Linked DNA regions of Pan troglodytes: region 2 is linked to region 1. The links are chromatin contacts, called in public HiChIP or PLAC-seq maps. All regions are on one chromosome and are shown on one strand. The core of a region is the stretch at or near the end of the contact, and the rest is flanking DNA. Distances in the headings are between cores, read along the strand shown.

Evidence for each region. HiChIP or PLAC-seq counts read pairs in DNA pulled down with a chosen protein or histone mark.
Region 2: an H3K4me3 HiChIP or PLAC-seq map of stem cell-derived excitatory neurons shows a contact between it and region 1, with 3 times the contacts expected there. The contact joins the promoter of SYT13 here to the promoter of TP53I11 in region 1. A contact is called at or near these places in 2 of 7 Hi-C or Micro-C datasets (induced pluripotent stem cells and stem cell-derived neural progenitor cells) and 1 of 1 datasets of contacts at active chromatin or transcription factors (stem cell-derived excitatory neurons).

The regions. Positions count from the first base shown.
Region 1 is chr9:48,962,364-48,969,069 of NHGRI_mPanTro3-v2.0_pri, forward strand. It overlaps TP53I11 (tumor protein p53 inducible protein 11), which reads right to left and starts at 2,223. Exons shown (of 7, transcript XM_016920720.2): 1 at 2,060-2,223.
Region 2 is chr9:49,297,062-49,304,007 of NHGRI_mPanTro3-v2.0_pri, forward strand. It overlaps SYT13 (synaptotagmin 13), which reads right to left and starts at 2,060. Exons shown (of 6, transcript XM_521898.7): 1 at 1,744-2,060. The coding sequence starts at 1,926.

The DNA of each region.
Region 1 (6,706 bases), core at 973-3,472:
GCAGGCCCTTCTTCCCACAGAGGTGGGGCTATCAAAAGAACTTGGGAGGCTGGGTGTGAGCTGGAGAAGCCACAAGGGGCCTGGAGGCAGAGCTGTGCAGAAAATAGGTCGCAGTCCTAGAACTGGCAGGTCATGACAGCTGGACATGGATGAAGGGGCTTTCGGCCTTAGCCCTTCACTCCAAATTTGGAAGCACAGAGGAAGTTGACGACATGTGACTGGGAAAGAAGCGGCCATGGCAGGGGCCTCCTGGGATGGTGGGGACAGAGGGGGCCTCAGGAACAAGACGACCCATTTTACAGATGGGACAACAGAAGCCTGGAGAATAGTCTTATTTCCTAACAACCCAACAAGAAAAATCTTTTCTCGCCTTTCTTGAAGTCTGGGGCTGAGGCTAAGGAGCGGACAGTGCCCCCTCCTGGCTCTGCAACAAAACGACCCCCGCGTCCCTGGGATCTGCGGGCCGCAGGTCCTGGTCCCCTCTCCACAGGCCGTCAGGGGTGGAGGTCCAAGGGACCACATAGTTGGGGTGGGCAGCCCCGGTGACTTCTCCCCGCAGGCCTGCCCCGTCAAGAAGTTCGTTTGAAAGAAACCAATCAGGAAGTGCGGGGTAGTGGGGCGGTGAGGGGGCCTTGGCCAGCCGCTCTGGGCTTTGGAGGAGCCTGGGGGTTCTTGGCCTCCGCGCTGCTCTTGCCCCAGCCTCCATCTCTCCGGCGGAGAAACCCACTCCCCCCGGGCTCCAGGAAGAGGCGGAAGCCCGAGACTGGGTCAGGGTGAAGGAGGGTAGAGCGAGGGGACCCAAGGCGAGCGCCCCGCCCCGCCCCGCCCAGCGGGGCGCGCCGGGGTGGGCGCGGCGTTCTGGCCCTTCCTCCACACAGCCTCCCCCGGGTAGGTGCGAGTGTTCTGCCCACGGCAGGGGCCCTAACCCACCCAGCGCCCGGCCAGTGGCCCCACACTGTACCCTTCCTGCAGATCGCGCGACTTTGGGGAGAGTGGGGGGCGTCTCCACCTGTGCGTCCCCTACCCACCCCCTAACTGGGCTAAGGCGCCGCCTGGGTTTCTGCCCGCCCCTTTCCAGCCTGGGGACGGGGGACTCTCTCAGCCTCGCCCCTCCCCCTGCAATCTGTCCCTGATGTCCCCGCTCCAGACACTCACCCACTTTCTGAGACCCAGGCCTCAGCGCCGGTGTCCCCCGGCGGTGAGCTCCGAGCCGTTAGGCGGCCCCGGGTTCTCCGGCCCAGGGCCCCTGCCCCCAGGCCCCCACCCCAGAAGGTCGGGCCAGACTTGTGGGCAGCGTGAACTCCGCCACCACCTCCGTCCGCGGCCCTGCGGGGGCAAAGACTGGGGGAACTCGCAAGTTTGCGCCGCGCACTCCTCCTGCCGGGAACAATGGCGGGAGGGGGAGGGGACAGAGAACCGAGCGCGGGGGACCGAGTCAGACCCCGGGGAGACAGAAACTGCTTTCGCTCCGTTTCTCTCCTGCTCCGAAGCAGAAAGCTCGAGCCCGAGAGGCAGTGGCCGAGGACGAAATAAGCAGTCCAGGAGGAGGGCGACCGCGGAGCCGGGGGAGAGGGGAAACCGAGTCAGAGGGAGGGGCGGCGAGGGGAGAGCGCGCAGGGGAGACGGAAGGGGCTGCGGGACGGCGCCTTGGGGAGCTGGGGAGGCGACCCCCTGGGGTCCCAGCGGGCTCAGCGGGTGCCGAGATGTCCCGGGGCGCTCGGTTAGCGCGCGTGGGGTCCCGGCCGCCCCTCTGCGGTCCCGTTGGCTGCAGGAGCCCCGCTGGGTTGCGCTGCGCAGGCGGCGGGCGGCGGGAGGGGAAAGTCCGCGGCTCGGAAGCGGCGGCGGGGAGCAGAACTTACGGGCCTCGCGCGTGCCGGCGCTGGGCTGCGTGGAGCTGATGCCAGGCGGAGGCTCTGGGCTCGGACGCCTCACATCGCGCCGCCCGTGCGGGGCCGGGCAGTGCACGGCAGGGCCGGGCAGGGCAGGACAGGGCAGGGCAGGGCAGGGCAGGGCCGGGCCGGCTGGACTGCGCGCGGCGCCCTGCGCGGCCGGGGCTTACCGAGTCTGGCGGCCCGCGCTGGTCCCTCCTCTCGGTTCCGCGCACAAGCCAATGGCGCGCCGTCCCCTCCCACGCGCCGGGCTGCCTCGCCCCCAGGGTGGCCGCCGGGGCGGGCGGGATGGGGGTTGGCGGGGAAACCAGGCTCCCGGCTCCCCCGCGAGGCTCTCCCGGGGGCCGCCTGCAGGGGGCGCACGCGCGCCCGAGAGAAGGCGCCGGGGGAGGAAGCCGCGCGGGGAGACCCTGGCGTGGCCCGCGCCGCCCAGGATGACTTTCCTGGCAAGTTCTGCAGACGGTGCCCTTTTCTTGGGACGATCAACGTAGATGGGCAAACCACACCATCTTAAATAGCCTTGCGGTGTCTCCCGGGCCCAGGCCGGTGCCTGAAATGGAAGGGACTGCTTTGGCTGGCGGTGATACCCAAGTGTGTAATAACACAGTCACGACAATAGTCACCGTTTGCTGCGCACTCTCTGATGCCAGGCACCATATGCTAAAGGAGTTACAAGTATTAACTCATTTGATTTTCACAGCAACCCATAAGGGCGCTGTGCTTAGTCCCATTTTACAGGCCATGGTCGTTAAAGTTTGAGTTCACTCAGCCTTCAGGCTTCCAGCCTAGGCCCACCCTTCTCTCTCCCTGCTTGGTGTGACTTGGCCAAATAACATGACCCCACTGTCACTACGGCCACCTTCTTCATACTCCACCCTAAAATCCAGAGATGCTGCTGTCAGTTGCGCTGTCAGGAGACTAGGATCTTATCTGGGGCTCTAGTACGCTTGTTGGCGCTACAGTTGTCAAACCTTTTGTCTCTACACATCCTATGGGGGGCTGGGGTGAGGATGAGGGTTGGGGGTCATGGAGGCTCTCTGGTGGCGTGTCAACCTGAGAGAACCAGGCTCCTACAGACAAGGCCCCACCCCCAAATTCTGGGCTCCTTCGACCCCTTATGGTGGGAAAATAATGTGCTCTCTCCCACCCCAACCCCCACCACCCTGTGCTCTCCTTAGAGAAATGCCTGGATCTCTTTCATCTGATCTGATGGTCACAGTGGGCCAGGAACCGGGGTGGGGGGCTGCAGGAAAAGGAAGGCAAGGCTGATGACATGCTCCATTTCACAAGTAAATAAGACAGAAAGAGGTGAGTGGCTGCCCCAGGCATCTAGCTAGGTGGGCATTCTGACTCCAGGTCTCGGTTCTGTCTGCACCAGTTCCTTAACAGTTAATAGAGCAGGCTCTGGAGCCAGATCACCTAGGTTCAAATCCTGGCTCTGCCTTTTAGTGCCTGTGTGGCCTTGGACAAAGTAAGTCACCTAGAGCAACCAATAGTAAGAACCGGCTATGGTTGCTGTAGAGATTTAGAGTTAATAGGAGCTGCTCATGTTTACTGAGCATGGACTCTGTGCCATGCAGGCTCCCACTGTCCTCACCAGAGCTGGGATTGGGCAGGAGAGTCTGTGCCCTTGGCAAGGAAGTAAACAGAACAGTCCTTGGTTCATAGTAAGTGCTCAGTGAATATAAACTGTCCTGATTACTAAGGTAGATAAACTCTGATGCCCCAGTGCCACTGACACTGCCCCCAGCCAAACACCTAGACAGTGATAGCCAATAATGAATGAATGAATCAATCAATCAAAGTATGTGACTCTAGATGAGGATTATTTTTAAGGTGTGTTGGGTGGAGCCATCTGACTCAAGGCTCTATAGTAATTTCTGCAACAACTCAGTCTCACCTCACTGCCTTTACAGAGCTGGGCCAAGCTGGGTTGATGAATTCATTTGTCACTCCCTCTTCTGCCTTTCCGGCACTCAGGGCTCTGGGTTGCTGAAGCGAGGGCCCCCAGCGTCATTCATGTGCAATGTCCTCCCAGACTTGGGGACACCTGCCAGTGCTCTGCTTGGTGTAACCCTAAAGACTAGCAGCAGGGTCTGTGCTTGTAATCCCAGCCAGCCTGATCATACATCAGTGGGAGGCCTTTGTCACAATCACTCCAAGTTTTCCAACATGGAAGAGGCTGCCTTAGTTGTCATGAATGAGTGCCCTGTCACCAGCAGCATGCAAGCAGAATCCAGGGCAGGGTTGATGAGGACAGCAGAGGAAGAATTCCCACCTTAAGTGGTATTTGGAGTGGATAACCTTTGCCCTCTGGGTGTCTGTATTCTCTCAGTCTCCCGAGCTTATCAACGGGGAAGCTGGGGAGGCTGGGAGCTCAGGCTGGGCCAAGGCTGCCCCCCCATCCTTTGTGAACGAGGCCATCCTGACAGTGCCTCACCCGTATGCCAGGCAAGGTGCTATGTGCTGGGGCCCCAGGGGTGAACAGGACAGTGTCCCTGTCCTTGGAGAGTTCACAGCCCCCTTGTAGATGACTGCACAGATAGTCAACAGCAGCAACAGTAACCGCTCAAGATAACAGGCAAAGTGCTTGGAGGGGGACCAGGGGAGAAGCAGCTGGCTCTATCCATAACCCCCTGCATCCGCTCTCCAGAAAGCACCCATTAGATGCTTTTATTGTCTTCCTCCCTATATACTTTTCATTTATTTATTTACTTATTTATTTATTTTGAGATGGAGTCTCGTTCTGTCGCCCAGGCTGGAGTGCAGTGGCGTGATCTCGGCTCACTGCAAGCTCCGCCTCCCGGGTCCACGCCATTCTCCTGCCTCAGCCTCCCGAGTAGCTGGGACTACAGGCACCCACGACCACACCTGGCTAATTTTTTGTATTTTCAGTAGAGTTGGGGTTTCACCATGTTAGTCAGGATAGTCTCGATCTCCTGACCTCATGATCCGCCCGCCTCGGCCTCCCAAAGTGCTGGGATTACAGGCGTGAGCCACCGCGCCCGGCCCCTATATACTTTTCTAAAGTGATGTGTCCAGTTCAGAAACATCCCTTCGGCAGCCATTCTGCCCTCAACTCTTCTGAGTTACCTGATCTTTACACTGGGCATAAAAAAAAAACTCACCTCACTGGGCTGCTGTGAGGAGTAACATTGACATTCATTAAGTGTGCCCCTAACGCCAGGCAAGAATAGATGCTTGGTGCACAGTAACAATGAGGAGTCATCATTATTCTAGGTGAGGGTGAGATAAGTCGGCTAGGACCTTGGCTCTGCTCCTAAGTAGCTATACGACCCTCGCCTGCACGGATATAAAAATATCTGCCTCATAGAACTTGTGAGAGTCAAGTGAGGTGATTCAATGAAAAAGGTTTGCAAACTGGAAATGCTGATTCCTATTATTGACATTATTATTGTGATTCTTACCTTGGTGAAGTGTTCCTCTCAAGGGCCCAGGGGGGTGGGGATGGGAGTGGGGGTGGGGATGGAGCCAGGAAGCAGCCAGCGGCTGTTGCAGGGGTGGGAGGGTCACTCCTCCAGACTCCCACAGGAACCTGGGAGCAGCAGGGGCTCCATCTGCCCTGGTCGCCCTCCACAAGCAGGGGCAGCAACACCTCCTTGGTGGCCAGGTGTGAGTGAGCACTTAAGAGTGCGCCTGTGTGTCTGTGTTTGTGCCCCTGCAGGAAGGTGTGGTGGGCACAGGGATTGCCAGTGTCTGCAGCCAGAAACCACTATGGACGAGGAAGAATGGGGATGTAATTGGATTTCAAAGATGCTTGGAGTGAGACTACTGTTATCACCTGGGACTGCAGGAGAGAGGCCTGCGGAGCGGGGGTTGGGCCTAGTCTTTGGGGTTGGGGCCAGGGGAAAGGTTTCAGCACTGATGGGCACGTGTGGAGGAACATGATGTTGTCAGAGACCTGTTGTGGTTGAGCCCAGGGATTTTGGACCTGACAGATCTGGGTTCAAGTCCTGGTTATGGGACCATGGGCCAGTGATTTCACTTCTCTAGGCCTCCGTTTGCTCATCTGTAAAATGGTGATAAAAACAGGGCCTACCTGGTGGGAGTTATTGGAGGTTTAGCAGAGAGGCTGCACGTGAAGCCCTTAACATGGGGCAGGCACATCGACAGTTATCAATCAGTGCCACTGGTGTTATTATGCGGCAGCCTGGGAGGAGCGGAGGGAGAGGGCCTCAGGAGTGCTGGTGCATTCTCAACTGGAACAGGGAGCTCTGGGGTGAGAGTTGTCTAGCCAGGGTTCATTGAAGCTGGCACAAAACCCAGAGAGAAGGAGCCTCCATCCCACAACACAAGGACTGAGGCAGAGAGCTGGGCTTTCACAACTGCTTCTGGTTCCCCTTCCTGGTTTCCTCTCATTTCCTCCAGAGCTTCGTTCTCTGTGAACCCGCCTGGTGAGGAGAACTCTGTTACACATAGCTTTGGGGACTGGAAGGAGCAGCTGGGAGCTCAGGGACTCCCAGGCAGGCCTCCCCAGTGCTTCCTGCCCCCACCCCTCCAGAGTGAGCACTGACCAGCCCTCCTTCCCCCACCCCACACAACTGCCAGCTGCTTCCCTCCAGTGACTCATCCCCACCACCTCTGTTGCTGCACCAGGACCAGGAAATGTCAAGCAGTTTCTTATCTGTGGGAGAGAGAACTGATCAGGATGGGGGTGGAAGAAATGAGGCTCAGATCTCCCCAAAGAAAGTGTATGACAGCTAGGGGACCAGAAGACCATGGCCAGCCCTTTCCTGCTTCCTGTGGGGGAGGGCTCAAGGAGGCAGTATGAGAGTGGGATTTAGCCACTAGAACCA
Region 2 (6,946 bases), core at 810-3,309, 330 kb after region 1:
GCTAGAGTCTGGCTCTAAAACTTCTCTAGCTGTGCAGTTCTAGGCAAGTCAGTTACCTTCTCTAAGCCTCAGTTTCCTCATCTTTAAGTTAGGATCATTCTATGGCTCCCTCACTGGGTCAAGAAACACATTAATTAGTGTACTCTGAACAGTGCACCTGGCACACAGTGTATGCTATGTCATGGTTTGCTATGACCTCTTCCAAGCTCAGTGAGAAGTTGTGGAGGATTTGAAGCAGGGGAGAGACACAACCTGGTTTTTCTTTAACAGATGATCAGCCGTTCTGTGGGCTACTGGTCATCAATAAGACAAAGAGTTGGAAGAGACCCTAGAGGTCATTTACACCAACTAGTTTCCCAGTGGTTCTCTCTAGGAAGGGGAGGGGGCGGTGCCTGGAGAGACATCACTGAAAGGCAGAAGAGTGGCTGTTCCTCAAGTGTGTTGGGCAGGAAAGAAGGTTGAGAGGCGGCCGACCACGACTTGTGGAGAAGGACTCCCAACCCCTGGCCAGTGGAAAGCCCACTATTCCCCTTTTCCAGATCGTCCCAAGTCCCACATTCTGCTGTGCAGCTGGCTCCTATTTAGCCACTGTCAATGTCACTGTTCTTGGATTATAAGTGCCTCAAGGACAGCAGCCATTTCCTTTCCACTCTCACTGTACAGTGACTGACACAGGCCCCACACAACTGCGTCCTCTGAGCTTTTGAATTATTGATTGGAAAAAGGAAGATGGAGTCACAGCATTTTAGTGCCACTCCTGGAACCATACAGTCTATAAGGGATCTAGAGGGCCTTTAGGAGGTCCTTTAAGTCATGCCCCTGCCCCAGGGCCATCCTTCCTCAAATCACTCTAGCAGGACTCTTTGCCTCCTGGTTCTCCAGAGAACATTCTGCATTCTGTACTTTGGAAATGCATCCTGGAGGTCACAGCCTATGCAGGGAAATCCTTCCAAACTGCTTCCCCAGACCCCTTCTGCTCTTTACAATGGGAGCACCGGCTATTTCCTGCACGAAGGGGCTCTGGCCATGAGCAAATGCATGGGATAAAAGCCCTCCTGTCTCCAGGGACATCTGCAGAGACATCTTGGGGGAGGCCATACCAACCCCCTCTGACTGGCTGGAGCTCAGAGCTGCTAGGGGGTGGGGAAGAGTCCTTCAGGTTCCTCCGGGATTCAGCTCTCTAGACCCCGCTAGCTTCCCAGCTCCTGCGGGACCGCGGCCACCTCCCCTCTGGCTTTGCAGGCATTACCTCTTCTCAGCTCTGGCAGGACTTGCCCTACCCTGGCTCCACAAACACCACCCACCTCCCTCTCACAGACCCCAGTCCTCTTCCCAATTCTGCAAACTCCTCATTGTCTGGTACCTCTCAGGGTCTTCCCTAACCCTGGCGATTCCCCTCCCAGCCTCCCTCTCCTCTTACCCTTCCCAGCCCTAATTCTTATCCAGGTCCCCTTTCCTGTCCCCTCCCTTTAGGTCTCGCTGCTGGCCCCCATTCTTCTCTCAGTCCCCACAAGCTCGCCGCTCCCTAATTCTCCTTCACGTCTCGTCTCCCCCATCCCCTAGCCTCCCCCATCCCCCTACCTTTTTGACTCCTTGACCTGTCCTCCAACTCGTCTGCTGTCCCCTCCCCGCCAAGCTTTGTCGCGCAAAGATCCACGACCGCCTCCCACCCCATTTCCCCCTCTGCAGCTGCCCGGCAACCCCGCCTTGCCCGGGAAGGGCCCGCGCGCCGCCCCCGCTCACCTGTTGTGCAGACCCGAGCAAGCTGGGCTTCGCCTTCTCCAGGTCGGGGTCCTGGTCCCGCGGCAGCAGCCCCTTCTTGGGGTGCATGTGCCGACACAGGCAGGTGACCCCGCACAAGGCGAGGATGCTGGTGGCCGTGCCCAGCGTGGCGCCCAGCGCGATCACAGGCACCGACAGCACCATGGTGCCCGCTCCTGGCGAGGGGCTGGGTCCGGCAGCAGCTCACCTTCCCCGGGCCGGGCCCGCCTCCAGGCAGCTCCCGGGATCCGGGCGAGCCAGCAGCTCTCCCGCCGCCAGAGGGGCGGGGACGGAGGGAGGGAGGACGGCTGCGAGGACGTCAGAGGAGGCTGGACCCGCAGCCACGTCAACCGGCAACCCCCTCCCCGCCAACACGTGACCGGACCCCCACCCCAACAGGAGCCGGAGCCTTCCAGGTGGAAGGAGCCTTGGGGTTGTTTCAGGCCATTCTTAATGCTTTGTGTACAACAGGGGACAACTGGGCCCAAGAAGTGCTGGAGCTTGCGGAGGTCACACTGTGTTAGAGGACAAACCTGGGCTCCAACCAGATCTGCGACTCTAGGAGTCACTACCCCAGACTACTAGCTCCTTGCTCACCCTTCTACCCCAGCAGCTGGCCAAGCTGGCTGTAAAATTGGGTCTTCCGGGAGCTTTTTCAAACACAAAGCTGGAGATTTCCCAGCTCCCCAACCTGGGAGATGGTTCTTACAGGGAAGAGGAACAGGCCACAGGTAGAGGGAACAGATGGGATGTTTGGGTTGAGGCTGTACCTGTGTCCTGCTGAAGATGGACAATACAGCTGTATCCCCTTAGGGTTGCCCAAGAGTTCACCTTTATTACCTAATCAGCAGGTATTCTCACCTTTATATATAGTTGAGGAAGCCGAGGCTCAGAAGAGAGGTGCACAGGTAGAAAAATCATCACCCTGAACCCAAGCTTATGTTTGCAGATTCCAAGTCCACACTCAAACGGACTTGTCTTAGGAGGATAAAGAAGATAAAACGCAGCAGCTAGGAGTACACACTTGATTCAGAGAGGGTGAGCATAAAACTATGCTTAGAACAAGGGGAAATTAGAATTCCGGGCATGAGGACTGTCTTAGCTCAAGAAAACAGTGGCTTTTTAGTGTTCTTCATTATATGGAGTGTTGAATTTAATTCAGCAGATATTTGCTGTGGGTTGGCTGTGCTCTAGGTGTGCTGGGCATGTGTGAAAAGGGATGTAGGTGATTTCATCCACAACAGAGCTTTCACATTTCTATGAGCCAATGTCTCCTAAATCTATAGCCTTTCCAGCCAGATCTTTTCTTCTGAGCTGTAGCTGTGACCACCACCTGGGAACCCACCCGTCCTCCAGTTTTTCAGCTATCTACACTTGCATAAAAACCCACCGATGACTTACTGGCTTAGACCAGTTATTGTGTTACTTGTCATGATTTCATGGGTTGGCTGGGCTCAGTTGGGTGGTTTTCCTGCTCAACATGTTGTCTTCTGGGACTGCAGTCATCTAGGGGTTCAGCTGGACTAGGACATCAGCTCTCCAGACACCATTGCAGATGGTGCAATGGTGAACTCACGTGGTGAGCAGTAGGTGCTGGCTGCCACTGGGATCACAATGGGGCTGTCAGCTGGTGCATTTTGGTTGTCCTCTATGTCACCTCTCCATGGTGCTGGAGCTGCTCACAGCATGCTGGCTGGATTCTAAGAGGAATGAAGCAGAAGCTGCCAGTTGTCTTAAGGCCTGGGTTCAGAAATTCTAGAACACTATTTGATCAAAACAATAGTCTCCCTCTAGTTCTTTCCTTCAGTGACATCAAAAGGAGGTGTCCAAAATACAAAGCTGATCATGTCACTCACAGCTCTCAAAGGTTCTCCAAGAATAAACCCAAGAGACTCAACCTTTATCCAAATCCCTTTGTGATGTGGCCCCTGCTAAGCCTTCCAGACTCCTCTCTACACACTTCCCAATGTGCCCCTGAGCCTCAGCCACCCCATGGACTTGGGATTCCTTCAACAAGCTAACATCTTTAGAGTCTCCATGTTATCACCCATGGGTGCATATAGCAGGCACTCAGTAACCGTGGAATAATTCATATGATCATCTTATGCAGAATTTCCAGTGTTTTGAAGGAATCCTGTTTGTGATATGAGCTCCATTTTAGTAAACTGACTTTTCCACAAGTATTTATTGTGTGCCTGCTGTATGCCAGGCACATTTTCCTACTGATCCCCATTTGCTGCAAACTGTAGAGCTGAAGCACTGCAGTCCCTGGTGACAGCCTTAGCAATCTCTCACATAAGAGCTGCCCTGGGAGGTTTTCTTGGCTCCGGGGCCTGGCAATGCAAAATGTTTTGTGGAAATAGAGGTTTAATTAATGCTGTCAGCTCCAGGTCTCCCATGCTCAAACGGCTGCCCTGGGAGACCATCAATGCCACTACTCATAACAGGATCTGGGGTGGGGTTAAAGGGGAAGGATGAAGAACACTTAATATCAGAAAATGTCTGATGGGGAATTAGACACCTGTCACGTGATCCATTGTTACTATGGTTACTGGGATGACAGCAGCTGCAGTGGCCTTCATTTATAACAGGAAGAGGGACCCCAGCCCAAGAAGAAGAGCTTGCCTTGTGCCTCTTTCACACATAGTGAACCTATGGCAGAGCTAGGAATAGACCCCAGGGGATCTGAAGCCCAGTTGAGTGATCAGGACTCTGGGCTACCTTTGCTACCCAACCAGTCACCCTCATATATCTCATCAAAGATATGATGTTTGCTTCTTGGCTACTGATATGCAGACAGTGGCCTTTAATGACAACCCACAGAAAAAAGGCATCACTAGATTCCTTTGAAAAATGAGAGTATGCCTATTGGGAAAGGCAGTTAACTGAGTCAGCTGAGTGGATCAGTTAAGACAGTCTGAGGCTGGGACCCACAAATAATTGGAAGTGCTGAGGCCACATTTCTAAGAGCAGCCAGAACAAGATGCTTAGGAGGCATCTACGAGGCTGAGGGATGGATCTTTGAAGGTTCCCCAGCCTCTTGATGAAATGTTCCCATTGTTATTTTGATCAATATTGTACATGTTAGATGTTTAAATATTCTGAATAATCACTCTGAACTTCTAAGGTACTAAAATGCTTTTATCTGGAGAAAAGAATTTCAAATATAGGAGGTTCTCTTATTTAGCAAACATTTGTGGTGTCTACATATGGTGCTATGCAGGAGGGACGAAAATATACCAGCGGAATAACTGAATTTTAACATTGCAACGATTTCAGATATCACCTGAGGAATCCTTTTATTTTACCAATAAGGAAATGGAGATTCAGAGACATCATGGCTTGCCCAAAGAGTAGGAGTTAATGACAACTGGGATGGTGTTTTAGGTCAGGGTAAACTGGATTCTGCTGCAGTAACAAATAACTCAAAATGTCAGAGATGAACTCAATAAAAGCATACATCTCCCTCCTTTCTCAATTGAAGGAGGGTCAGATGACTCATTTGGTCAGCTCTTCTCCAGTTGGTGACTCAGGAATCTGGGCTGCTTCTGTCTTGTGATTCCTTCACTTCCAGCCATGCAGGGAAGAGAAAGAGACTTGAGGACTACTTGTGGCATTCTAGAGGACATGGCTGGAAATGGAGGACACAGAGCACCCCATTCCACTGGCCAGAATTTGGTAACAGGACAAACGTAACAGCAAGAGAGGCTGGGAAATGCAGAGGAGAATGTGGAGATGTGTGAGCAAAAGTACTCCTGCCACAGAAGCCAGAGCCTTGTCTAGTGTATATTTCTCTAATTTATTCACTCATTCAGCAGATGTGAGTTTCTATGACCAGGTACTGTGCCGGGTGATACAGCAAAGAGAGTGAGTAAAACCAGGCATGGTCTCTCTTGCCATGGAAAGTTTATATTCCCATGGGGAAGACGGGTGCTCATCATTCATCACACATGTCAAATTACAAATGTGATACAGGCTAAGAAGAAAAGGTGAATGTTAGAGACTTGACTTGTTCAGAAATATCACAGAAGGCTTCCTGGAAGAAGTAAGAATTGAGCTGAGGTGTTGAAGAATAGAGTTAACTCAGCAAAGAAAGAGGGGAGAGCGTGCCAGGCAGAACAACAGCATCTTCAGCGGTCCTGTGATGGAACAGCACAGTGGGGATGGAGCAGCGGTGGACTGACCAATCAGCTCTCCAGAAAAAAAAAATAGGATTTTTAGCATTTGTTGATTTTTCTGGTATAAAGTAACCCCACCATGGTCGATTTCCAGCTACCAACAAATTCCTGAATATTTCCCATTGGCTCTTGTGAGCTTGGAGGAGCCAGTTTCAGCACACAACTAGGAGAGTGTGACTGAGCCTGAAGGAAGAAACAGGGGCCAGACAACAGGGCTCAGAGGCCATAGTGGAAAGCCATTGCATGTTTTTAGGCAAAGGAGTGTGATATAATCAGAATTGTGTTTTTAAAAGATTCCTGGCCAGGTGCAGTGGCTCACGTCTATAATCCCAGCACTTTGGGAGGCTGAGGTGGGCAGATTGCTTGAGTCCAGGAGTTCAGTATCACCCTGGGTAACATGGGGAAACCCTGTCTCTAAAAAAAAAAAAAAAAAAGATTCCTCTGGCTAAAGTGTTGGAAGGATTGGGGAGGAACAAAGTGACAAAGTGGGTGCTGGTGGACTAAAGAGGAAGGCATAGCAGGCACCCAGGGAGAGAGGCCATGCTTCCCTTCAGGAATGAGGAGTTCATGGCAGGCTGAAATTGTTGACAGCAGAAGGAGAGGGCAGGTACAGTGTGGGCAAGTTACTTCTCCTCTCTGGCCCCCAGTTTTCATCTCTGTGCTGCTAGCTCTCTCATTTGATGACTTTGCAGGTTCTCCAAGCTGGACCATGACTGACTGGGTGTTCCCCAAGCCCAAGTCCCTTGCTAAAGGTGAGATGTGCAGGAGGAAGTTGCCTGGGATAAGGGGTGGAAATTCTGAGCCCCACAGCAGGTCTTGCAGAGCCCAGGAGAAAAGAGATACTGACAGTGAGGAGAGTAAGTAGCACAGCTCAGTCCAGACCCAGGTGTGAGGTCCGCTCCCAGGACTCCTGTTGCTGACTCTGAGCAATTCTGGGCTGTATCTTAAGGCACAAAGGAGAAAGGGGAGAAAGGGACTGGGGGGGCCAGATCCAGAAATTCAAGTCT